6 separate regions of the Mus musculus genome follow, and all the other regions are linked to region 3. Evidence: chromatin contacts called from public ChIA-PET, HiCAR-type, HiChIP or PLAC-seq and promoter capture Hi-C data. All regions are on one chromosome and are shown on one strand. Each heading gives the region's core, a stretch centred on a gene start, on an enhancer-like site or on the middle of the called end of the contact. The rest is flanking DNA. Distances are from core to core; before and after follow the strand shown. Region 1 holds the start of Pak2 (p21 (RAC1) activated kinase 2). Region 2 holds the start of Nrros (negative regulator of reactive oxygen species). Region 3 holds the start of Lrch3 (leucine-rich repeats and calponin homology (CH) domain containing 3). Region 4 holds the start of Ubxn7 (UBX domain protein 7). Region 5 holds the start of Rnf168 (ring finger protein 168). Region 6 overlaps Pak2 (p21 (RAC1) activated kinase 2).

Evidence for each region. Promoter capture Hi-C pulls out the DNA fragments that hold promoters and counts their contacts. ChIA-PET counts read pairs in DNA pulled down with a chosen protein or histone mark. HiCAR-type assays count read pairs that join an accessible place to other places. HiChIP or PLAC-seq counts read pairs in DNA pulled down with a chosen protein or histone mark.
Region 1: a contact with region 3 is called in a HiCAR-type map of astrocytes, with 3 times the contacts expected there. The contact joins the promoter of Pak2 here to the promoter of Lrch3 in region 3. A contact is called at or near these places in 3 of 39 promoter capture datasets (the C10 cell line, cranial neural crest and frontonasal cranial neural crest), 1 of 484 Hi-C or Micro-C datasets (CD4 T cells) and 2 of 115 datasets of contacts at active chromatin or transcription factors (astrocytes and pancreatic cancer cells).
Region 2: a contact with region 3 is called in an RNA polymerase II ChIA-PET map of memory CD8 T cells, with 18 read pairs. The contact joins the promoter of Nrros here to the promoter of Lrch3 in region 3. A contact is called at or near these places in 4 of 39 promoter capture datasets (cranial neural crest, frontonasal cranial neural crest, hippocampal neurons and 1 more) and 2 of 115 datasets of contacts at active chromatin or transcription factors (memory CD8 T cells and microglia).
Region 4: a contact with region 3 is called in a promoter capture Hi-C map of hippocampal neurons, with 2.9 times the contacts expected there. The contact joins the promoter of Ubxn7 here to the promoter of Lrch3 in region 3. A contact is called at or near these places in 3 of 39 promoter capture datasets (hippocampal neurons, liver and pre-B cells), 1 of 115 datasets of contacts at active chromatin or transcription factors (memory CD8 T cells) and 1 of 9 other capture datasets (pancreatic islet).
Region 5: a contact with region 3 is called in a promoter capture Hi-C map of liver, with 3 times the contacts expected there. The contact joins the promoter of Rnf168 here to the promoter of Lrch3 in region 3. A contact is called at or near these places in 11 of 39 promoter capture datasets (3T3-L1-derived adipocytes, the C10 cell line, cranial neural crest and 7 more) and 3 of 115 datasets of contacts at active chromatin or transcription factors (bone marrow-derived macrophages, memory CD8 T cells and pancreatic cancer cells).
Region 6: a contact with region 3 is called in an HNF4G HiChIP or PLAC-seq map of pancreatic cancer cells. The contact joins the enhancer-like site here to the promoter of Lrch3 in region 3. A contact is called at or near these places in 4 of 39 promoter capture datasets (the C10 cell line, cranial neural crest, frontonasal cranial neural crest and 1 more), 1 of 115 datasets of contacts at active chromatin or transcription factors (pancreatic cancer cells) and 1 of 9 other capture datasets (adipose tissue).

The regions. Positions count from the first base shown.
Region 1 is chr16:32,077,852-32,081,544 of GRCm38.p6, forward strand. Pak2 (p21 (RAC1) activated kinase 2) reads right to left here and starts at 1,491. Exons shown (of 15, transcript NM_177326.3): 1 at 1,237-1,491.
Region 2 is chr16:32,163,307-32,166,871 of GRCm38.p6, forward strand. It overlaps Nrros (negative regulator of reactive oxygen species), which reads right to left and starts at 2,288. Exons shown (of 3, transcript NM_001347181.1): 1 at 2,074-2,288.
Region 3 is chr16:32,912,675-32,916,794 of GRCm38.p6, forward strand. Lrch3 (leucine-rich repeats and calponin homology (CH) domain containing 3) reads left to right here and starts at 1,426. Exons shown (of 21, transcript NM_001081255.1): 1 at 1,426-1,729. The coding sequence starts at 1,468.
Region 4 is chr16:32,330,355-32,334,143 of GRCm38.p6, forward strand. Ubxn7 (UBX domain protein 7) reads left to right here and starts at 1,898. Exons shown (of 11, transcript NM_177633.4): 1 at 1,898-2,006. The coding sequence starts at 1,934.
Region 5 is chr16:32,275,294-32,278,865 of GRCm38.p6, forward strand. It overlaps Rnf168 (ring finger protein 168), which reads left to right and starts at 2,168. Exons shown (of 6, transcript NM_027355.2): 1 at 2,168-3,122. The coding sequence starts at 2,816.
Region 6 is chr16:32,057,813-32,061,535 of GRCm38.p6, forward strand. The region is part of intron 1 of Pak2 (p21 (RAC1) activated kinase 2); the gene reads right to left. Among named protein-coding and RNA genes, the nearest start is that of Gm26419, 6.2 kb to the right of the region's middle. Within about 2 kb of position 2,474, at least 104 of the 459 cell types and tissues checked have an H3K27ac peak or open chromatin away from gene starts, as enhancers often do. A contact at or near this core is called in adipose tissue, liver and pancreatic cancer cells, where this site is marked.

The sequences.
Region 1 (3,693 bases), core at 241-2,740, 830 kb before region 3:
CCCTGTCTAGGAAAGGCAGAGGATGGGTATAAAAGTATACGAAAAAGGCTTCCTTCACACACACACACACACACCCCAACTGAAGAACTGGGGTAGAGACAAGCAAGAATGTTCTACAAATGCCACAGAGCTTCTGGCAAAGTTGACGTGCCCTAACCTGTTTTAAAAATTACTACTCACTGCCTTCATCCCAACCTAATTTTATTCATACTATTCTTTTGGATAGCTCTACCAAAAAAAAAAAAAAAAAAATCCCCAGAGCAAATTCTTGTGTATTTATTTCAATATCCTGCCTACTTTATAAGAGCGGAAGAGTCGAATACAGCAGGGGAAAAACGTGACGTGCACAACCTTCACCCAAAACACAGCTCAGCTCGTCGTTGTCTAATTTTGGGCCTAACCGGTTTGGTTGTCTTTTTTTAAAAGGTTAGAAACGAAAAGCTGGAAAATCTACAGGTCACTTGTAAAGAAGAACCTGGCGGCTATCGATGGGAGTTGGTGATTTGTCAAAGAGGAAACAAATCTCACTTCCACTCTACCTAGTTCTATTAAGACAGGGGATGGAGAGAGCCTCCTTCCCATCAAGCCACAATGGCAATTATTTAACACACTTCTGTCTTGGACGACTTGATCTAGAACTAATCAAAAGGCTGAGTCCATTAAGTTATTTGCAGCAACTTTTTTTTTTTCTTGTGAGGGCGCGCGTGTTTCAGACAGCCAAACATGGTGAAAAGCCAACCTCAGCCCAAGTTAACCTTAAGAAGCAAATATTCACCTCCTGGCTAAAGATCAAGCAAAAACCGTAAGATCCTTAACTTCTGTTCTTAAACGCAGGCTCCCAGAGCCCGGCAAAAACTTTTTCCTAATGTGGAGGAGGAGGAAGAGTTTACACACTGAACTTAAGGAGCTCGCGACAGGATTCCCGAGCGACGAGACTGCAGAGAACGCAGCTGGTAAAGGAGGGAACATCCAGGAACAAACCCGAGTCGTCCGGTGCAGCGCCGGCGGGAGAGAAGGGCAAGGACGGCCGGAGTGGCCAGGGTCCCCACAGCCCAGCAAGCTTCCTCTCGGCCGAAGCTTAGAGCCAGGGCGCAGACAATGAGCCACCGCCCGGAGCCGCGGGCCCGCCCGCAGGTGCTGGCGTCCCGGGCCGCTGGGCCCAGGCCGCGGAGGCGGGAGGAGGGCGGCGGCTCGGCCCGGCCCGGCCCGGCCCGGGCGAGCGGCAACCGCACTTACCAGAGAGGAAAGGTCTCCGCCCGACCCAGGGCGGGCTGCTTGGCCGACGCGGGCGAGCACTGCGCTGGGGCGCTGAGAGGGAGGAGGGCAGGGCGGAGGGGAGCGGCGCGGGGCGCGGCCGTCGCTACCGAGGCCGTGAGGCGCAGAACCCCTTGGGCCAGGGAGGGGAGGGCAGGAGCCTTCGGCAATGGCGACGGCCCGGGCCGGAGGGGAAGCGGAACAACCGCTGCCGCTGCGCGTGGCCACAACCCTGGGGGAGGGCGGCGGCGGGGGCGCGGGGCGGGGCCGTAAGACAGCCCCGCCCTGAAAGTGGCGTCATGACCCGAGGGGCGGGCTTTCACAGGGCGGCTGGGAACCGTAGTCTAGTCATCTGTTAGGGAGACTCAGGACAGTGGGCGTTACAGAGAAAACCTGTCCCTCATTTATCAGCATTCTGCATTGTCTGCAGTTACGGTTTACCTACTGACAAAGCTGACGGAGAACAGCTGATCCAAACATATTTGTGTGTAGAGGGTCTTTGTTTCTGAGAATGTATCCATTCACCAATTGGTGTTTTGTGGGGAGGGATGGCTTTTCGAGTCCTGGCTGTCCTGGAACTCACTCTGTAGTCCAGGCTGACTTTGAACTAGAGATCCTCCTGCTTCTGCCTCCTGAAGAGGTACTGCCCAGCTCACTTTGTTTTTTGGTTTGGTTTGGTTTGGTTTGGTTTTTTGGAGGCAGGGTTTCTCTGTATAGCCCTGGCTGTCCTGGAACTCACTTTGAAGACCAGGCTGGCCTCGATTAAAGGAATGCGACGCCACCGCTTTTTTTTTTCCTACAAATTTAACCAGATTAAGTTGAATCAGATTATGCTGCTAAATTAGGTCCTCCCTCTTTGCAAAACAAAGATTTTTTTATTTTTCTGTATTTTATCAATGGAGGAGTTAATTCATGTATTCTTATTCCACAACTATGTCAATATCTAATATCTACAAAAGACCATTTAGGTACCAGAAATGAACATGCTTCACCTAGTCTTTGTAAAGGTTAAAAACATGAAAACGGTGGTGGCGCACGCCTTTAATCCCAGAACTCGGGAGGCAGAGGCAGGCAGATTTCTGAGTTCGAGGCCAGACTGGTCTACAGAGTGAGTTCCAGGAAAGCCAGGGCTATACAGAGAAACCCTGTCTCAGAAAAAAAACAACCAAAAAAACGTATGAAAACATAAAAACCAAAACACTGATACCTGTTACAAGGTGGGGAAAAAGCTGAGGGATTACCGTGGACAGAGTGGACAGAGAAGGTGGCAGTTAAAACAGAAAAAGGAACTCGGAAGAACTGAGGGGAAAGGATTACAAGTAGGAAGAGGATTGCCACGGTCAGTGAGAGATGAAGGCTAGGCTCACAACCAAAACCACAAGACTTATGTAGCTGCACCTTGGTGTAAGATGGGTATATTAGAAAGTACTGTAGTAGTTGGGCGAGGTGGCATACTCCTTTAATCCTAGCACTTGGGAGGCAGAGGCAGGCGAATTTCTGAGTTCGAGGCCAGCCTGGTCTACAAAGTGAGTTTCAGGACCGCCAGGACTATATAGAGAGAAACCCTGTCTCGAAAAGAAAAAAAAAGTACTGTAGTACAAGATATGATGAAGCAAACCTGTAATTCCAGCACTCAGGTGGCTGAGGTAAGATGAGGAATTTGAGTACTGAGAGGTAGAGGACGGATAGGGGACAAGAATGGTTACATAGAGAGTCGGAGGTCAGATGAACTACATGACACCCTATTCTTTGCAGCCTATCAAATCTACATTCAGCCACCTGCTAGTAACATAGGATGTATGTTTGAGTAACATAGGGCTGTATGTCACTTTACATGGATGTTGGCTGCTTACCTCTATTTCCCTATGAGTAGCATTGAACATGGATTATCAAAATAAGTAGCTTTTCTAGAATAATCCTTAAATCCACTATATTCCAATTGATTAGAATTGCAAGCAATCATTTTAGTTCCTAAAGCATATAGCATTCTCCAAAATAACTAGCAAACAGATAGATATTCTTGGAAAGTGACTGGGATACACATTAACCACCTACCACCACTCTTAGGTGAGGTGAGCAGTTTTTCTGTTTTCTGTATCCAAAAGAACCTACCACAACTCTTTAAGATGAATAAATAATAAAAGTGGAACAAACCCCGGGAAAGAATCAATAAGACAACAATATCCATTCTCTTGGCCTAAACAAAAAAAGGACCACACACAAAATTACAAAACTCACCGAAAATACAGACCATTATTCAGTGTCAATAATATAAAGTGGCCAAACTCAGATATGTATCATCTATTGATCAGGCAATAAGAGTCTTATCAAAGTTGGTGTCAATCATGTTTTTCTTGCATTTCTCAACACCCCTAAAAATGAATATAGCACTGGATTATATAATAAGGCACAATCTTAAATATTAACTTAATGTTTTTA
Region 2 (3,565 bases), core at 1,038-3,537, 750 kb before region 3:
GGTCAGTGCTCAGTCTTAGCATCCAAGGGAGACAAGGAAAGCCAGGAGATACCAGGGCTACCAGAGATAGACAGGGTTCACTGAGCAGAAGCTGTGTGAAAGAAAGTCAGAGCCTCAAATGCTATCTCCTGCAGAGAAATCCCCTCCAGATTGTTATCTTTCTTAGAGGTAGGGCCAGGCAGCAGCACTCAAGGTGAGCCCACATACAGTGCCTGAGGGTGGTAAATGTGGAGGCTGGGGCTTGAGGAGGGGAGTCCCTGGGGACCTCACAGAACTTTGTGGCCACGCTGAGCGCATCACTGGTCCCAGCCTTGTTCTTTGTACCCACCTCACTGGTGAGAACCAGGGCAAAGTTCTACTTCCTCCTTTGTGCCCTCTGCTGAGGCTAAAGTCACACACTGAAGACACAAAACGTTGGGTCTCAGCCCCTGATTCTGTTTGTCCTGAAAAGTCTGTCTAGCAACTTCATTTCCCCCGCTTCTGATAACAACTGCTTGGTTGCTTTTTTGGGGGGGAAACACACACTCTCCCTCCCTCCCTCCCTCCCTTCATCTGTTTTATCACATAAACTCTATCATTTAGCCATTTTCAGACCTGCAGTTCAGCATTGTTGACTACATTTTACTGTTCGACCAGACCATGCCTCCTTAAGAAGTCCAGGTTTTGTTTCTTTGGGTTTTGTTAGGTATTTTGGTCCGATCCCAATCCTGACTCCAGTCAATAGGGACTACGAAGGAGGCTGGCCCTGTTACAATCTTCTGTGTCACTGGCTTATATTAGACACAGTACAGAAGCTAGTTCCCCAAGAATCTATCCACGGACAGTTCTATCACTAAGGAGAAAGGGTTTGCCTCCTGCTTCACAAGTCAGGCCAGTGGAGATTGGCTTAGAAGCTAATGAGCTCCAGGACAGCCTGGTGGAGTGTGTACCATTGTCCAGAGTTCTCTCGAAGGACCAGTCAAATGAAGGCACCTTCTCTTGTGAGGCTGTTTGGTTTTGATTTTAACCTAAGTGTTGAGGTTTTTTGTTTTGTTTTGTTTTTTGTTTTTCTGGGCCCATGAGTCTATAACCCCCTCTAGGAACTCTGGGGCTCACATATAAAGCTCATAGGGGGTGTCCCCAGGCCTCAAACACCGTGAAAACTGTCCGTACCTCACGGTCAGTAGCAGAGAGAGACACTGGAAAGCCTTCCTTAGTCTGCTCCGATCCTAGTTACAGTGGGGCACGTGGTCATCGCCGCAGCGCAATGGTGAGCTAGCAACTGCAGGGAGAGCAGTGCTTTTCCCTGCCCAGCTCCTGAGTGCGAGCGAGCCTGTGGGTAGGTCCATGGATGTGTGTCTGTGCCTGCAGAGGCCGAGAGGACCACAGCAGAGCACTGAGCAGGAGTCAGGAGAGCCTGGCTCTAATCTCTCTCTCTGACACTTGGGTAGCTGTGGACCAAATAATACCCCAGCACAAGTTACCCAGGACAAAGGCTCTAGGAGAAGGGCTTTTGCTGTCTTCTGGATGTACACACACAGCTGACCCTGGGAAGATCCCGGTTAAGTAAGTGCGACTGTGGATGGATTTCCGTGTCTTTGCCTGTGTAATGGTGGGTCTCAATTTATGTTGATGGGCAAAGGAGTCGATGCAAACACCCGTATGCTGAGTGTTCACAGCGTCCTCTCATGACGTCCGGTCACTCAGACTAGGCAAGGAGCACTGACCACTGTGTAGATGAGGAAAAAAAAGGAGGCTCCGAAAAGTTCCCTAACCTGTTCACACTCTCCCTGAAAGAGCCAGGAATCAAACCATAGCTGGTTGTAAAGCCCTACGTGCCTCTCCCACATCACACACCTCCTCTCTCAGCTGTAAGAGTTCCTGAGACTTCCACCTACACCAAAGGTGTAGCCCCCCCCCCAAATCCAGCCCAGAGGCGGAGAGACTGGATACCACAACTTCACAATGAGCCTGAGCGCGGCGTGCGTGGGGTGGGGGAGCTGATGCCTAACCTCCCACCACCCAACCCGGTCCCAGCTCGCCCACCTCTTGTAGCCCGGCAATGCTCAACGAACCCACGCAAGAAATACTCACTGCTCCCGCAGGCCCAGGCGGCTCCGCGGGGCGCATCGTCTCCAGGGCCCCAGCCTCCTGGACAGCACTTGCCGCTGCTGCGCTGCCTACTCGCTCTGGGGCATCAGATTATTTTAGCACTTGCGGAAGGAACCAACGGAAACTGAAGTCACATGGAGAGCTCGCCTCTCAGCGACTCAGCACTCAGCCCGCGTCTTAGAAGGAACTGCCACCGCGGGGGGTGGGGTGGGGGTGGGGTTGGACGAGGATGCAGGTAGCACATGGCCCCTCACCAGCAGGGCTGTCACTCTACAGGTGCAGCCTGCCAAGCTCTGTTAGGTCGTCGCTAAGCATGCTCTTGTGGCTCCTGCTTTGATGGCACATGGGAACTAGGAGTCCTGGCTTGTGGTCTGCTGTTCCAGGAACTCTTCTACAGGCTTCTATCCAAGGGCCAGCTTGGGGCAGAATTCAGTGAAGGGCAACACAAATTTGTTTAATTGGAAAGGGGGACGAGTCCGCCATTTAGAAGGGTCATCCATCCAGTCGTCTGTTTTCATCTACTCAGTCAGTCCTTAACTAATCATCTTTTCTGGGCACCGTACTTCTTAAAAATTAAGAAAATAAATAAAGGGAAAAGGAAGTCGGCAATGGCAGCACGCACCTGTGATCCCAACCCTGGAGAGGTTGAAGCAGGAGGATCAGAGTACAAGGTCATCCCAGCCCAAAGAGCAGGTTTGGGGTTGCCCTGGGATTCGTGTGACCTGTCACACACACACAAAATAAACAAGAAGGACAAATGGAAGAAAAAGAAAGGTTTTTGTCTACTGGTTTTTAACTGACCCCGCGTTGCAGATAGTACCATAAACTTCTTGGCTCTATTGAGTACGGGTGTTCAACAGCGTTGTTTTGATAATGCTGTGTAGAAAGTTCACTGTCAACTGTGGCAGCATGCCTAGCTAGCGTCTGCACGGATCCAGACCTGACCTAGTCCCAGCTCTAAGATGGAGAAAAAGACATGAGCTCCCAGCCCCAACCATCCACAAAGGAAAAATCATCTCTCAAGGGAGTCTCACTGAGTATACAAACCACACCAAAGGGCGGCTCCATGCCCTGCAGCAGGAAGCAACGGGGATGAGGGCTGGGGGGGGGGGGTTCGTTCAAAAAACTATGTAAATTAATTATACAGCCTTTAAATTTTTTTTGAGATTAAAATATAATTTCTCCCTCCCCCTTCTCCCTCTAACATTCCTATATATCCCACCCTGTTCTCTTCCAAATTCATGGCCTCTTCCACTTTAACTGTTTTACATATATATGTAAACACACACACACACACATTTATTCACTTGTAAAGGTAACAATGATGGCACCATTGAAGAAGAAAACAAGTGTAGAGAAAATTGTGTCACACTAAGGTTTCTGACTCAAACTTTTTCCTTTGTGTCTACCAGTGTGTGGCTAACTCTTATCTCTAGCACCAAGCTTCTTTTCCAAGAAAGGGCTTGTATTCATA
Region 3 (4,120 bases), core at 176-2,675:
TTGAACTCAGGAAAGTGCTTTTTGGGGGCTTCCCTGAAGTTGGGCTTTGAGTGATGAGCAGCTTCTCACACCTCATATTTTCTTTTGTGCTCTGTGATAGATTTTTCTCATCTGTGTCTTAATGTGCTCACATGCATCAAAATCATACTTGGAATTTTGCTCTCTGTCATCCTATTTTGTAACTTCAGGTTTTATTCAAAAACCTCACTCGTTCTTTTTTTTGGGGGTGGGGTGGGGTTTTGTTTTCAAGACAGGGTTTCTCTGTGTAGCCCTGGCTGTCCTGGAACTCACTCTGTAGACCAGGCTGTCCTCGAACTCAGAAATCCACCTGCCTCTGCCTCCCATGTGCTGGAATTAAAGGCGTGTGCCACCACTGCCCGACCCACCTCACTCGTTCTTGCTCTAGAGGGACTGCTTTGCCGTGCACTCTACTCAGCCCAATTGCTGTTTTCTTATTGTAACTGGCCTCCTTGGGTTCCAAAATAAAATTAGCTAATTCTTTAGAAAAGAGACTTTATCTGACAGGCCCTCGAATTCTGTACAGCAAAGTAAATTTGGTGAGTGATATTTGCATCACATATTAGGAATGGCTTGAATTTAAAACAGATTTGGAAAAATAAGAGACTGCAGGACTGGGAGGGTGGGGTTTTATTTAAATGTGAGTGGTAGTTTTCATTACTTGAATGGTTTCCGGTTTTGGTCTTTCGGTTCTAAATTTAATCCCAACATTTATTACATAGCCAGATTTCAATGTTAGATGTAAATATTATTCGTTCTGCTCTAGCTAGTGATAAAATCTGCGCAAACAGCCACAGTATTTAAGACGTTTGGTTTCATTAAGAGCTCTTTCATAAAAAGAGTTCGAAGCCAGCCTGGTCTACAAAGTGAGTTCCAGGACAGCCAGAGCTATACAGAGAAACCCTGTCTCGAAAAACAAAAAACAAACAAACAAAACAACAACAACAAATCTAAAATACATAACAATTTCAACAAGAATTAGGGACTTTGTAGCCGAATCTGCTCACACGGTATGTTTGTTTTCCCGTTCAAGAACTAATAGTATATCCACAAATTCCAGTTCAGATCATCTGGCGGTATGGTGACAAGCTGAGAGACAATTTTGGGCTTATCTCAGGGAGTCCCCTCTAAGTGCCCAAGTTTCTGGCAGCAACAGGGCTAAGGAATCTTTGCCGTTTAATGTAATCCACCACTGAGAGTTGGAGCGCTGTTAAGGACGGGTTTTGGTTTTTGTAGTGGCCTTTTAGGGAGCCCAGGGTACCGGGCTGCTCCAGCTCTGCGAAGTCGGTTCGGTTTCCCTGGAAAACCTGCTTGTGGGCGGGGCAGGCGGCTTGTTGCGCCCAGCGCGTCCGGGAGAGCTGTCCCCGGTCCGCGAGCCCCTTTCCCCGCCCACCCAGCGGATCGCGTGGCGCATGCGCAGAGCCGGGCCGGAGAGTTGTCGGCTGGGAAATGGCGGCCGCGGGCTTGGTGGCTGTGGTAGCGGCTGCGGAGTACTCTGGCCCTGTGGCGTCCGGGGGAAACCTCTCCGGTGCGACCTGTGGGCCGAGCCCTGGGTTGGGCCCTGGTCCTGGCCCGGGCTCTTGGAGCCGCTCGGTCGACCGAGCCCTGGAAGAGGCGGCGGTCACCGGGGTGCTGAGCCTGAGCGGCCGGAAACTGAGGGAGTTTCCCCGGGGAGCGGCCAACCATGACCTGACGGACACCACCCGGGCCGGTGAGCGGGGCGCGGGCATCCCTGCTACCCGGGACCCGTGGAGTGGGGGGCAGGGGGTGTGTGGCGACCGGCCCGAGGCTCCCCGGGTAACGGGGACCGCTGGCGGTACCGCGCACCCTCCCGGCCTGGCCAGACCCGGAGCCTGGGGTGCGGCAGCGCGCAGCAGCATCTCCGCTGCCGGCGAGAGGCAGTTGACGGGTGATCTTTCTTGAATCGCTCTCAGAAATCTCGGCATCAGTGCCCGCCCCGTAGACTTTTTGCCTCGCCCCGGTGTCTGCAGACCACTTTGCATTTGGGATGCCGAATTGACTTTGCTAAGAGTTGGAGCGTGGCAAGCACGTTCTTCCATCGTAGTATGGGTGACGCTGGGTGCTGCATTGTCAAAGGATCCAGGTCCGCTCTGGCGTTTTCCCTAGTGTGTGCGAGTATGTGTGTGTAATGTGGACTCTAACACTGGGAACAGCTTATTTCTCCGCCTCCGTCTGATTTACCGAAAAGTACTTGTAAAAATAGGCCATCTTTAGGTGCTCAGGACTTTCGTCTTCCATTCTTACCGCCGCCTAAGAAAACATGAAAAGAAGTAGGATATTGTCTACCACATCTATATTTGCTTTTCCCTTTAAAAACATTTCTGCGCCTTATATTGTTTAAGACAGGAAAGAGAATGGGGATTAAGTATTATTTGGTTTCCTTAGTTGTGGGAAACAATGTATGGTAACTGAGGTATTCAACATACTATATAATGTGTTCCTCTTGTGTTTTAAATATAGCTTCCTCCGGGAGTAGATTAAGAATTGAGTCCTTTTGTTTTACATAAGGGGAGGGGTCCCCTCAGAAGTAGTTTAAATGTTTTGTGTTTATGTCATATACATTGTTTCATCCTCATTCTGCTTGATTTTAAAATGTGAGAGTTAATACTTTTTCTTAGGCTTGTGTAGTCATCAAAGATTGGTAATTATTACATATTTCACTAATGTTGAAAAAATAAATAGAGCTGGTAAGATTGCTCAGTGGGTAAAAAGGCACATGCTGCTGCCAGACCCGACAGACAACCCAAGTTTGATCCGAAGAACCTACATACTGGAAGGAGAGAACTGACTCTTGCAACTTGTCTTCTGCCTTACATTGCGCACACACGCGCACATGCGCACACATACACACACACACACACACACCACTGCACTAAATATTATTTTTTAAAAAATAAAACAAAGACATTAAATTATCCCTAGAAACTATTATTTCCAAAGAAACTTTTCCTCTGCTTACTAAAGCTTATTAGTGGTAGCCTTTATTTTCAATATGATCTGAATTTTTTTCACTTGGCACTGAAGTCAGACTTGCTAAGGTAAACATGAAGAGTTACTTGAATTTTTTATGTGTATTGGTGACATCATGTAAACTTGTCATTCCTACCCCTCCCTGCCTTCTTGATTCTGCTCACGGGAGGGCTGACTGTCTGGCAGGGCGGTTTTCATATTGAGGTGAGTCATTTCAGTATTGCTGCTCTAAGCCTGAAGGTAAAGAAAAGGGTGATTATAGGAGTCTATCTAACTTATTATCTCATCTGTTCTTGAATAATTCTAGGAGCAAAAGTTTGAGCCATCAAGAAAGAAAACGTTTTATTGACAAAACCAGACATTTATTAAGAATAATATTTAATTTAAAGAAAAGGTTTTCTTATTGTTTGTTTTATTTTATGTATATGAGTGCCTTGTAGCTGTCTTCAGACACACCAGAAGAGGGCATTACAGATCCCATTACAGATGGTTGTGAGCCACCATGTGGTTGCTGGAAATTGAACTCAGGACCCCTAGAAGAGCAGTCAGTGCTCTTAACTGCTGAGCCATCTCTCCAGCCCCAAGCTTTTTTTTTTTTTTTTTTTTTTAATGTATATTATTACTCATACTTTAATGTTCTAGTTACTATATTAAATCAAAGGTTTTGTTGTTGTTGTTCTTGTTTGACACTTTATCTGGTCAAAAGTGTACTAGAAAAGGAGAGATTAAAAAGATCACAAAGTATTCTTTAACCTGTTAAGCCAGATTCATTTTTAACTTCAACAGCTCTTAGTAATTAGAACAAAAATAGTTTTAAAAAGGCAATTTAATGCCAGTGACATCATTTATTGACTGTTCACTATTTGTTTTCCATCCTTAGATGTTTAAGATATATTGCCTTGTTAAATATACATAACATATGGATTAAATATGATTAAACCCACTTTCATAGGAAAAGTAACTCAAAGATACTCCTACTACTGGTAGACTTTTACCTAGCTCTCTCCACTCTGTCAAACAGCTTCTCTGTGTGTAATGAGGCATCATTTTCCTTCGTGATGCAGATAGTGAAAGGGAAGCTTAGAAATGTTTAATAATGTGCTCAAAGGCC
Region 4 (3,789 bases), core at 648-3,147, 580 kb before region 3:
AAAAAAAAAAAAAAAAGAAAGAAAGAAAGAAAGAAAAAAAAAAAGAAACTGGTCAAGAACTGAAAGTGACTATTGAGTGCTCAGCCCTAACTGTGGCATCTATGTTAACCTCATCAAGGCTCAGGGAAAGACAAGGAGAGGGCAGAGAGAACATAAGAGTCGGAGGATGGGAGAGGGGCTGTCTCTAGGACATGGCAAGGCTGCTACACTCAAGAACTCACTGCAGTTACGGTTACCCACCCAAGATCAAGCTGGTAAGAGGCAGCCATCCAGGAGGTAGCATTCATGGATTAGGCTCAATGGAGTTGATGTGGGGGTGGGGGCACGTGAAAGTGGGAGGGATGTGTAAGAATGTCCAGGGGAAAATGAGTAAGGAGGTAGAGGTGGATATGATCAAGATACCCGATAAACATATATGAAACCATCAAAGTATAAATAAAAACTATCCTAAATAACTGAAATTGGTCAGGATTTCTATTGTTGTCATGAAACACCTTGGCCATAAAGCAAGTTGGGGAGGAAAGGGTTTATTTGGCTTATACTTCTACATTGCTGTTAACCACTGAAAAAACAGGGCAGGAACCTGGAGGCAGGAGCTGAGGTAGAGGCCATGGAGGGGTGCTGTTAACTGGTTTGCTTCCCATGGTGTGCTAGCCTGCTTGCTTATAAAAGCAGGGACCACCAGTCCAGGCATGGCACCGCCCATAGGCGGGCCCACTTTCACTGGTCACTCACTGAGAAAATACAGCTGGATCTCATGGAGGCTTTTCCTCCCCTGAGGCTCCTTTTTCTCTCACGACTCTAGCTTGTGTCAAGTTGACACACCAGCAATGCAATAAGTATTTAGAATTGTGCAAGTTACACACTATTACCTTATTTAAAAATAAAGTATGAAAACTAAGCTAAATGCCCCTTTCTTTTTTCTTTCTTTTGTTTTTTTAAAGATTTATTTATTTAAATGTAAGTACACTGTAGCTGTCTTCAGACATTCTAGAAAAGGGCATCAGACCTCATTACGGATGGTTGTGAGCCACCATGTAGTTGCTGGGATTTGAACTGAGGACCTTGGGAAGAGCAGTCAGTGCTCTCAACTGCCGAGTCATCTCATCAGCCCTCCTAATGCCCCTTTCATCATGTTTTTTTTTCGAGACAGAGTTTTTCTGTGTAGCCCTGGCTGTCCTTGTCATTCTGTAGACCAAGCTGGCCTCAAACTCAGAAATCCGCCTGCCTCAGTCTCCCAAGTGCTGGGATTAAAGGAATGTGCCACCACTGCCCGGCTCATCAAGTTCTTTTTTAGTTGTAACTATTATCGGTGTTTTCAGGACCACTTTCCAGTGTTCTCTTTATTTTATTTACTGTATCTGCATATATCTTTGTTTAAGGATAAAAAACAACTCCCCCCCCAAAAAACCTCCCGATTTAATATCTTTAGAAAGTAAGAATGAGCCTGGGGGGAGATATACTGAGACATTTGTTGAAGAAAAACAGAGCGAACAATCATTTACTAAAGTCTACTATAGACTGGTTCATTTTTTACTAAGCTATTAACTTACACTTTAGAATTTAAGAAACGTCACATAAAACCAAACAAAATACCTACTTTATGTGAAACCCTGAGCGTTTCATCAAGAGTTTGGTATTTCAGGTCTGAAGATTCTTTGGGATGTTGGGATTCAATGCGGTACTTAGGAGGATATCTCCGGAATTCAGAGAAGGCACCAAATGTTTCAAAGAATAGCTACCAGCCAGCAGCACAGGCTTCAAACCAAAGCGGCGGCTCGCGGAGAGTACGCCTGCGCAAAACGCGCACAGACAGGGAGAGGGCGGAGCTTCGGGCCTGCCAGTGCGCCTGCGCACAGCACGCCGCGGAGTGGGGGAGGGAGCCCCGTGTGTGTCTGTGTTGTTGTTCCGCGGCGGCGGCGGCGGCGGTAAGATGGCTGCCCACGGGGGCTCCGCGGCGTCGTCGGCGCTGAAGGGGTTAATCCAGCAGTTCACCGCCATCACCGGTAAGAGACGCGGTTACGGGAAGGTGAAGAGTCGGCTACGGGGAGGCTGTCGGGGCTGTCCCGGGCTTCGCCTCACCTTGGTGCATTCCTCACTCGGGCTCTCCCCTCAGCTCCTGCCCTCTCCTGAGGCACAGGCGACGACGGCGGCGGCGGCCGGGGTCTGCGGTTCAGGCGGGAGGCAGGTTTCCCCCGCCCCCACCCCGCGCGTGCCCCTCAGTCCCTGGATTCGGTCTCCCCTTATTCCCAGACAGGCCCCCCACGCCCCCAGCCGGTCCAGTACAGGGGATGGGCCGAGCCCGCGGTGCCAGGGGCCCGGGACCTGCGGGCCGGAGGAGTAGGGGGCCGCACCCGGGCCACCGCCCTCTTCCTCCCTCATCACCTCCTCTCGGTATCGTGCTGCCCGCGGACCAGGCGGTGCAGTCCGTTCCCCCCATGCCATCCTCTCTTCCCGGCCAGGTCATCGTCCCTGTCCCTCGGCCCCGGCCTACCCTTCCCCTCGCTGGGCCCCCCCGGAGCCTTGGCGGTGGCCCTGCCGTGTGAGGGCCGTCTCGCTTTAACGGTGAGGCGGGTGGGTTCTGCTGCGCCTTCACACATCCCGGGGGACTTGCCGCCGGGAACAAGGGGTGCGGAGGGGCACCTTAGGGACCGAGGGTTTCACATAGGAATAGGGGGGGGGGGAACCCTGAGCTTAGTGTGTGTGTGAGGCCTAAAGTAATCCTGGGTGGCCTTTCCCACCTCCTCATAATAAAACCAAACATCGAGACGATGGCGCCCGAGTCTTTGCTGATAAAATGGGGATGGCGGCAGAAACTTCTTGCAGAGAAATCTGTTTCTAGGTGTCAGTATCCGTGAAACCTTAGGCCTAGGTTTCTCTTTCCCTTCGGACCCCGACGAAGGGCAAACGCAGGTTCTCTTACCCGCCGGGAGGAAAGACTTTAAGCCATTCTGTGAATGCGCTATGTCTTGTTTCTCTCCGATGGTGCTGAACTTTTTTTGCATGAGTTATTAGAGGGCGGAGCAAATGATGAAGTTCTCTGTGGAGTGATTTGAGAGAACAGTACTCCATGTGCCTGAGTGTGATTTTGCTGTTCTAGTTTGTCATTTTGAAAAGAGGTCAGAAAGTTAGTTCCCCCTCTCAACAGGACTATCCTTTCTTTGATAATAATTTGTTTGATGCGGAGAATATTTCTAGTTTGTGTTCTTTTTTTCTAGTTTGTGTTCTTGAGTCTGACGTGTAAGATCTTTATTTTAACCAATACATGCTATTTGCAGTTTTATAATTGAAGCTAGTTTTATTTTTTGTTCGGCAACGATAATTAAGTGGCTGATGCGTTGTTTTCTGTCTTGTCACATGAAATATGTCAAAGCTGGTAAAACAAGATTTGTAATAAAATTGAGGTGAAAAGTAAGATAACTGAAATGTTGTTAAGCTTTGTGGTGGGGTTATTTTATTTATAATAACATGTGGATTTCCCAGTGCCTTACCAAACCAACATTATGGAAAGAAACTAGATTTCTGTGTATACAAGTTAATACTGCTACATTGCTTGCCTAAAAAAAAAAAAAAAATCTAGTGAGTCACACAGAGAAATATTAATCTTTCTTTGGATTTTATAAATATAGTTTAAGGTCTTACTATTTAACCTTAGGATTTTTGGGCAAGTTACTATTACTTTATTTTCATCTGTGAATTGGAAACTCAATTGTTTTAATCTCACATTATTTCTTCTTCTTCTTCTTTTTTTTTTTTTTCTTTTCTTTTCTTTTTTCTTTTTTGGTTTTT
Region 5 (3,572 bases), core at 918-3,417, 640 kb before region 3:
GGCTGTACATACTCTTGCTCCAGCCACACCTAATCTTCAGGGACGCTAGACTATACAGGAGGTGGGACGCTAGACTGTACAGGAGGTGGGACGCTAGACTGTACAGGAGGTGGGACGCTAGACTGTACAGGAGGTGGGATGCTAGACTGTACAGGAGGTGGGACGCTAGACTGTACAGGAGGTGGGACGCTAGACTGTACAGGAGGTGGGACGCTAGACTGTACAGGAGGTGGGCAGTTGATTGGGGTTCAGAATGCAGTGGTGCAGCTTTGGGGGTCATCCCCACACGGAGGTGGGGATTTTAGATGGTTTGCCTTCAAGTCATCCATGCCTCTGTAAGTAACCCACACCCATGCTCCTGTAAGACCAATGAACTCATTGGTTCACCACGCTGGACTTGGTTGGAATCTCTTCTTTGGTCTGTCTTTGCCCTGTCTAGGCGAAACAGACATTTCTTTATATTTCCCTAGGAAGAGTCAGACTGCTTGCTCAATTTGAACATTTTGAATTTTGAATGCCTTTTGAAGGGCAATTAATCAATTGAAAGCATGAAATAATAGGGGTGGAGAGATGACTCAGTGGCTGAGAGCATGTATAGTTCTTCCAGAGGACCAGAGTTCCACTCCCAGCACCTATGTCAGTGTCTCAGCCACAGCTCCAGGACAGTCTTGCTACTTTCTGCCAAGCTTGTGGGCCTTAAGTCGTTAGAAAGGAAGCTGAAGACCTCAGTGGACTGTGACACAGAAAGAAGTATAAATGCCAAGTTGTCACAGATCTGAGGAACAGAAACCATAACCAAGGCAACTCTTTCTTTTTTTTCTCTCTCTTTTTTTGGTTTGGTTTTTCTGAGACAGGGTTTCTCTGTATAGCCCTGGCTGTCCTGGATCTCACTTTGTAGACCAGGCTGGGATTGAACTCAGAAATCCACCTGCCTCTGCCTCCCGAGTGCTGGGATTAAAGGCGTGTGCCACCACGCCTGGCCACAAGGCAACTCTTATGACAATATTTAATCAGGGCTGGCTTACAAATTGAGAGGTTCAATCCATTATCAAGGTGCCAGAGCATGGCAACATCCAGGCAGGCATGGTGCAGGAGGAGCTGAGAGTTCTACATTTTCATCTGAAGGCTGCTAGCAGAATACTGCTTCCAGGCAGCTAGGATGAGGGTCTTAAAGCCCACACCCATAGTGACTCACCTACTCCAACTGGGCCACACCTTCTAATAGTCCCATTCCCTGGGCCAAGGATATGCAAACCATCACAGACTCCAACTCCAGGTCCTCCTGTTTCTGCCTCTGCCTTTGCTACCTAAATGCCTCAATTACAAGACACACGTGTCCATGCCTAGTTCAGAGGTCCTTCCTTCCTTCCTTCCTTCCTTTTTGAAACAGAGTCTCTTACTAAACTCACTGTATAGACCAGGCTGATCTCTACCTCACAGAGACCCTCCTGCCTCTGCCTGCAATGTTTTGGGAACCAGCTGACCAATTGAGGAAGGGTCTCATATAGCCCAGGTTGACCTGGAACCAGTTATGTAGCCAAGGCTAGTTTATAATAATCCTTTTGTGACTACTTCCCAAATGCTGGGATTGATTATAGAAATGGGTCTCTTGTTGAGTTCTTCAGACTCCACATACCAAACCCAATAGGCATTTACTCATGCTAAAGTCTGGGGTAGAGGGCCCAAGCCAAGCACCCCCAAAACAAGAGGGAAAGCAATAACAGCCAAATCTCTACATTGCTGTTTTAGCCAGTACCATAAGGATATCACCCCCACCTTATTTAACCTTTACAAGGATTCTTTGAAACCACAGGTGTAACTCTTTGTTGCTGCTCTCCTTGAGCGTCACTTGTCTATAAGGCCAATATCTGCTGCTCATTCTATAAAATGCTAGTGTTGCAAATAAATGCTAAGAAAAATCTTTAAGGTAAATTTGTTGTAATTTCTTCTTTTAGCACTAAGAACTTTAGAAAGCTTTGTTAGGAGAAGGGTAGCCTAAAGAATACTGAAAGAATAATTACAAAAATTCCTGTTCGGATCTTGGTTTAGAGAGTTACTTGAGTAAGCAAGATTCTGCAGCCTACAGTAGCCGAGCGACCAAAAGCGGGAGGAGTTGCTACTAGCAGGCTAGGCGGGAACGCAGACGCAGCTCCCGGAAGTCCCGCCCGACTGAGCGGTTCCTTGGGGGAAGACGTGCCGTTTTGGCGGGGAATTGTGACGTCCGTGGAGCCCGGGTACCTGCTCCGGCCGCGGCCAGTAGACCGATTGGCAGGACAGCGGGTGCGAGCGGCTGGGTCTCGGGACCCGGGGGGTACCGCGAGGTGTTCCAGAAGCTGGAGCGTGGGCACTGGAGGGCTGCCTCCACCGCAACGGCGAGACGGAAGTCCCGCGGCGGCCCGAGCCCGGATTCCGGGCGGTACCGGGTGCTCTGGGAGCGGCGGTGCCCGGGCTTCCGGCTCTGGCAAGCCCGGCCGCCTCGCGCGTAGAGGCGGGTCCTCACCGCGTAAGAAGGGGAGCTGGATGAGCGCTTGTGTGGCGCGGGGAGACAGAACCACTCTCCGCCCCGAGGCCGCCGACTCCCGGAGGAACGTTCTTTCATTCCCTTGCTGGACTCAGGGCATAACTGTTGACCTGACATCACAGCTCCTGCTTGTCTCGGGCCCGTGGGAACTCAGGCCTTCTGGATCTCAGTCCGCTGCTGTGTGTGAGAGTAAACACCAAACGGCTCGCTGCTTTTCTCCGTTCTGGGCGTGATTAGGCGAAAGACGACTTTAGTCCCTTTCTGATTTTAACGTTGGGTAGGTCTCATTAGCATATGAAGATGGCTGCACCTAAAACCTCCATCCCTTCCTTAGCCGAATGTCAGTGCGGGATCTGTATGGAAATCCTCCTAGAGCCTGTAACCCTACCTTGCAACCACACGCTCTGTAACCCATGCTTCCAGTCCACTGTTGAAAAGGCCAATCTATGCTGTCCCTTCTGTCGTCGCCGGGTCTCTTCGTGGACTCGGTACCATACCCGAAGAAATTCTCTGGTCAATACAGACCTGTGGGAGATTATTCAAAAACACTATGCAAAGGAATGCAAGCTTAGAATCTCTGGACAAGAATCAAAGGAAATCAGTAAGTAAAATTAAGCATGTTTATTGGGTAAAACGGCCCAAAATCCCTTTGAAAGGGAACCATTTTTGTTTTTGCTTTTCGAGAAAGGGTTCCTCTGTGTTGCCCTGGCTGTCCTGGAACTCACAATGTAGATCAGGCTGGCCTCGAACCCAGAGATCCACCTACCTCTGCTTCCTGAGTTCTGGGATTAAAGGTATGAGCCACCATCGCAGGGCTCGAACCATCATTTTCTAATTTAAAGAAAAAGAAAAAGAAGGCTAAATAGTCTGAATCGTGAGGATTTGTGGTTTTATAAGCCCTGCCCACACATCAGTTAAAGTCAAGGACAGAGTTACATCACGTGTAGTAATGGTCAAGTTGTGTTCATCTGCTGTGAATTAGGGTTTTTTTTTTTTTTTTAACATTTTTTTAGACATGTTTTGAGACACAGTTTTATTACTGTGTAGCATG
Region 6 (3,723 bases), core at 1,224-3,723, 850 kb before region 3:
TTGTTATTTAATCTTCTTGAGAATGTGTAAGCACACATTTGGAGGTCAAATGGTAACTTCATGGATAAGCCCTTGCTTTCCATGTTTTGAGCCAGGGTCTCATTTACCGCTGTGCATGCCAGGCTATCTGGCTCATGAGTTTCTGAGGAATTCTCCTGTTTCCATCTCTCTCTTCTTGTTATAGGAACACCAGGAATATGTACTACTATATCTGGCTTTACATGGGTTTTGGGGATCCAAACTAAGGCCCTGACACTAGCTTGGCGTGTTTTACCCACCAAACCATCTCTCCAGACCTATTTTTGCTTTTAAATCATCCATCCATCCATCCATCCATCTATCCATCCATCCATCCATTCAGGATGCACATGAAGGAGTATGTTAGGTCAGCAAACAACTTGAAACAGTGAATTTGCTCCTTTCTGTGTGGGTCCTGAGGATCAGACTCAGGTCATGAGGCTTGGAGACAGCTACCCTGACCATCTGAGCTCTCATCCATCTTATAAAAACTGTGGAGGACAGTGGTAGAAGATCCCTACTTTACATAAATTCTGATGTAAAAGTACGTATGTTAGAAAATCAAACAACTCCTCAGTAAACAAGGTATTGAATGGTAATTGAATCTTGATCTTTTGTGAGAAAACTTTTATCTACAATAAAAATGAGGCCAACTAAATCCACACAAAATTTAAAATAAACTTTATTTCTTCAAGTTAGCTCAAATTCTAGGACTTGGAGAAAAGCAGCTATAACCTGAGAACCGAGAGATGAGAACATTCTTACTTCCCTCTGAGTCCCGCAGCTCTTCTTTCCTTCACACTCGCTACTTGCTCTGGGGCATTACTTTGACACACATTACCTGCCACATTTCACAGGCGAGTATCAAGAAGTAAGAGACTTACCTAAAACATGACACAGATCTAATCCTAGTACCAGACCCCAAGCCTTATAAAAACCGTGGAGTATAGCAGTAGAAGATCCCTACCTTACATAAATTCTGATATTAAATTATATGTTAGAAAACCAACATTCCTCATGCTTTTCTCTATACTAATCCAGTGTGCTGGATGACTTCCGGAACTGAATTATAACTGTGACAATTAGTCAATAACTTACGTCACTTTTCTCCCCCAAGTTCACTCAGCCCAAAGGGCAAGGACTGTGCATACCTTAGACAGGACTGCCGACTGACTCATGTTGACCATGCTCTGCTCCCCAGTGAAGCCTATCCCTCCTGAATGTAGCAGTCCTTTTCTCACCCAGCCGTTCACTAGACACAGATAAAGCAGGTCACACTAACAGGGTTACCTTTGAAAAGCTTGTACTTGCCCCTCACTGCTGACTTATGGCCTTAGTCTCTTTCCCACAACGCAGCTTTTTGTGCACTGCTCCTACAGACAGTGTTAAGTGCCTAAAAAGTGCCTGGTAAGGTCCCAATAAAATTCTTTAACCTTATATTTTAGACAGGTACAATAGACACAAAAACAACTCACAGGACTGGAGATGAGGCTTAGTTGGTAAAGAGTGCCTGCTTAGTGGTAGTCAGTCCCTAGCACTGTACAAAACCAGACAAGGGGCGCATGCATCCTACCACAGAGAGGTTGGAGGCAAGAACTTCAAAGTCATTCTTGGATGCATGAAGAGTTGAACACAGGGCTGGAGAGCTGGCTCAACAGTTAAGAGCACCAATTGCTCTTCAAAAAGTCCCAGCAACCACACAGTGGCTCACAGCCATCTGTGAAGAGGGATCTGATGGCTTCTTCTGGTGTGTCTGAAGACAGCATACTGTCTGTATACATACTGTATATATAGTACAGTATACTCATATTCATAAAAATGAATGAATGAATAAATAAATAAATAAATCTTTAAGAAAAAAAATAATTGAACACAGCCTAAGATACATGAAATCCTGTCCCCAAACCAAGTCAAACACACTTCATAATAAAATGATAATATAGCCTATATTGTTTTACCACTACTCAAAAATGCTGTATGAAAAAAAAAAAAGTAAGTAGTGCCTCTCTCCAATCCTTTCACTTTTTGATACTTTTCAGTAACAAACAAGTAGGCAAAACAAAAAGTGTGCCAAAACACACTGTACTCTCTAAGAGGCCCATTGTTTAACTGTGATGAGCCTCAACACAATTCCTCAATTGTGTTCTGAAGAAGACCAGAAGTAGCTAAATACACGACAGAAATAAGGAAGTGGTGTCTGGACTCAGTCAGTCTAACTAGTGGAAATGAATTTATATTATCTACTGGGATCAGCTATGACACAGAAGTGAAAAACACATTACCAGAAAACATGGTTCATGATGCAAAATTTTACTTTATGTTTTCAGGAACTTACTAATATAACAACACTGACCAGAACTCTAACAATCTCTTTCTACACTGACACCATGGCATCCCAAACCTTACGAACCTCTGTGAGCTTAAGTACAGATGAGAACGAGCCCCGACTACCTGCAGGTGCGGCCATACACTGAGTCAGAGGCTCCCACACTGGAAAGGAAGTGTTCACCAGAGTATGCCAGTCAGAACATCAGGCCAAGATGGCAAAGCTCCAAAGCAAAGACTTGATGCAGAGAGGTGTAGGAACGCAGAGAAGACTTGTAAGGAACTCAGACAAACACAAGTTCATGGGACTGATCAAAAGATTTATGTCATGGGGCCAGGGAGATGGCTCTATGGGCAAAGATACTTTCTGCCAAGCCTGACAACCTGGTTCTTTCCATCTCCAGAAACTACATGGTGGAAGGAATGCTACACCATGTACAAATTTTCCTCTGACCTCCACACACATACATATACAAATCAAATAAATGTAAAAGCAAAAGTTTTAAAAATTTAGTATACAAACAAATGCTAGTAAATAAAACAAGATTTTAGTGAATCCAAAAACAAACTGAAAATAGATAGAGTGAGTGGGCCATTTATTACAGACCACTAATTCTCAACCTACTACATTAGGAGCCTACCTACTTTGGGAATTGAATATTTAGGACATCTGCTCATTCCAGTCAATCGTGCTCGCTCCGGTCAACTCCACTCGCCCAGTCCCTGCTCACTCCGGCCCAAAGATTTACTTATTATACATAAGTACACTGTGGCTGTCTTCTGACACACCAGAAGAGGGTGTCAGATTTCATTATGGGTGGTTATGAGCCACCATGTGGTTGCTGGGATTTGAACTCAGGACCTTTGGAAGAGCAGTCAGTGCTCTTACCCACTGAGCCATCTCACTAGTCCCAAACTTCTGTCTTTCTGCCTTCATCTTCCAAGTGCCAGGATTACAGGTATGCTTGACCATGCTACTTTTTAAGGTTTATTTTCTGTGTACAAATATTTGCCTGCATATATATGTATACGTGTGTGTGTGTGTGTGTGTGTGTGTGTGTGTGTGCACCCCATGCATGCCTAGTGCTGGTGGAAGTCGGCGGGGGTGGGGTTGTGGGGGGTTAGATTGCCTGGATCTGGAGTTACAGACAGACTGTTGTGAGCTGCCAGACGACCAGAACTGAGTAGTGACTGCTAACTTTCATCTTGTCTTTACACATTCAATGATAACTACAATGGGAACTTTCTGCATTGCATATTAAACATACTGACCAAATTAGGACACTGCCACTACATTACCTAATATGATGTATTTTATTCCTCTTCTGAGCTCTCTACTCCTGTGGGGAAGACACTAACTTTATAGATTTGCAGAGGGAG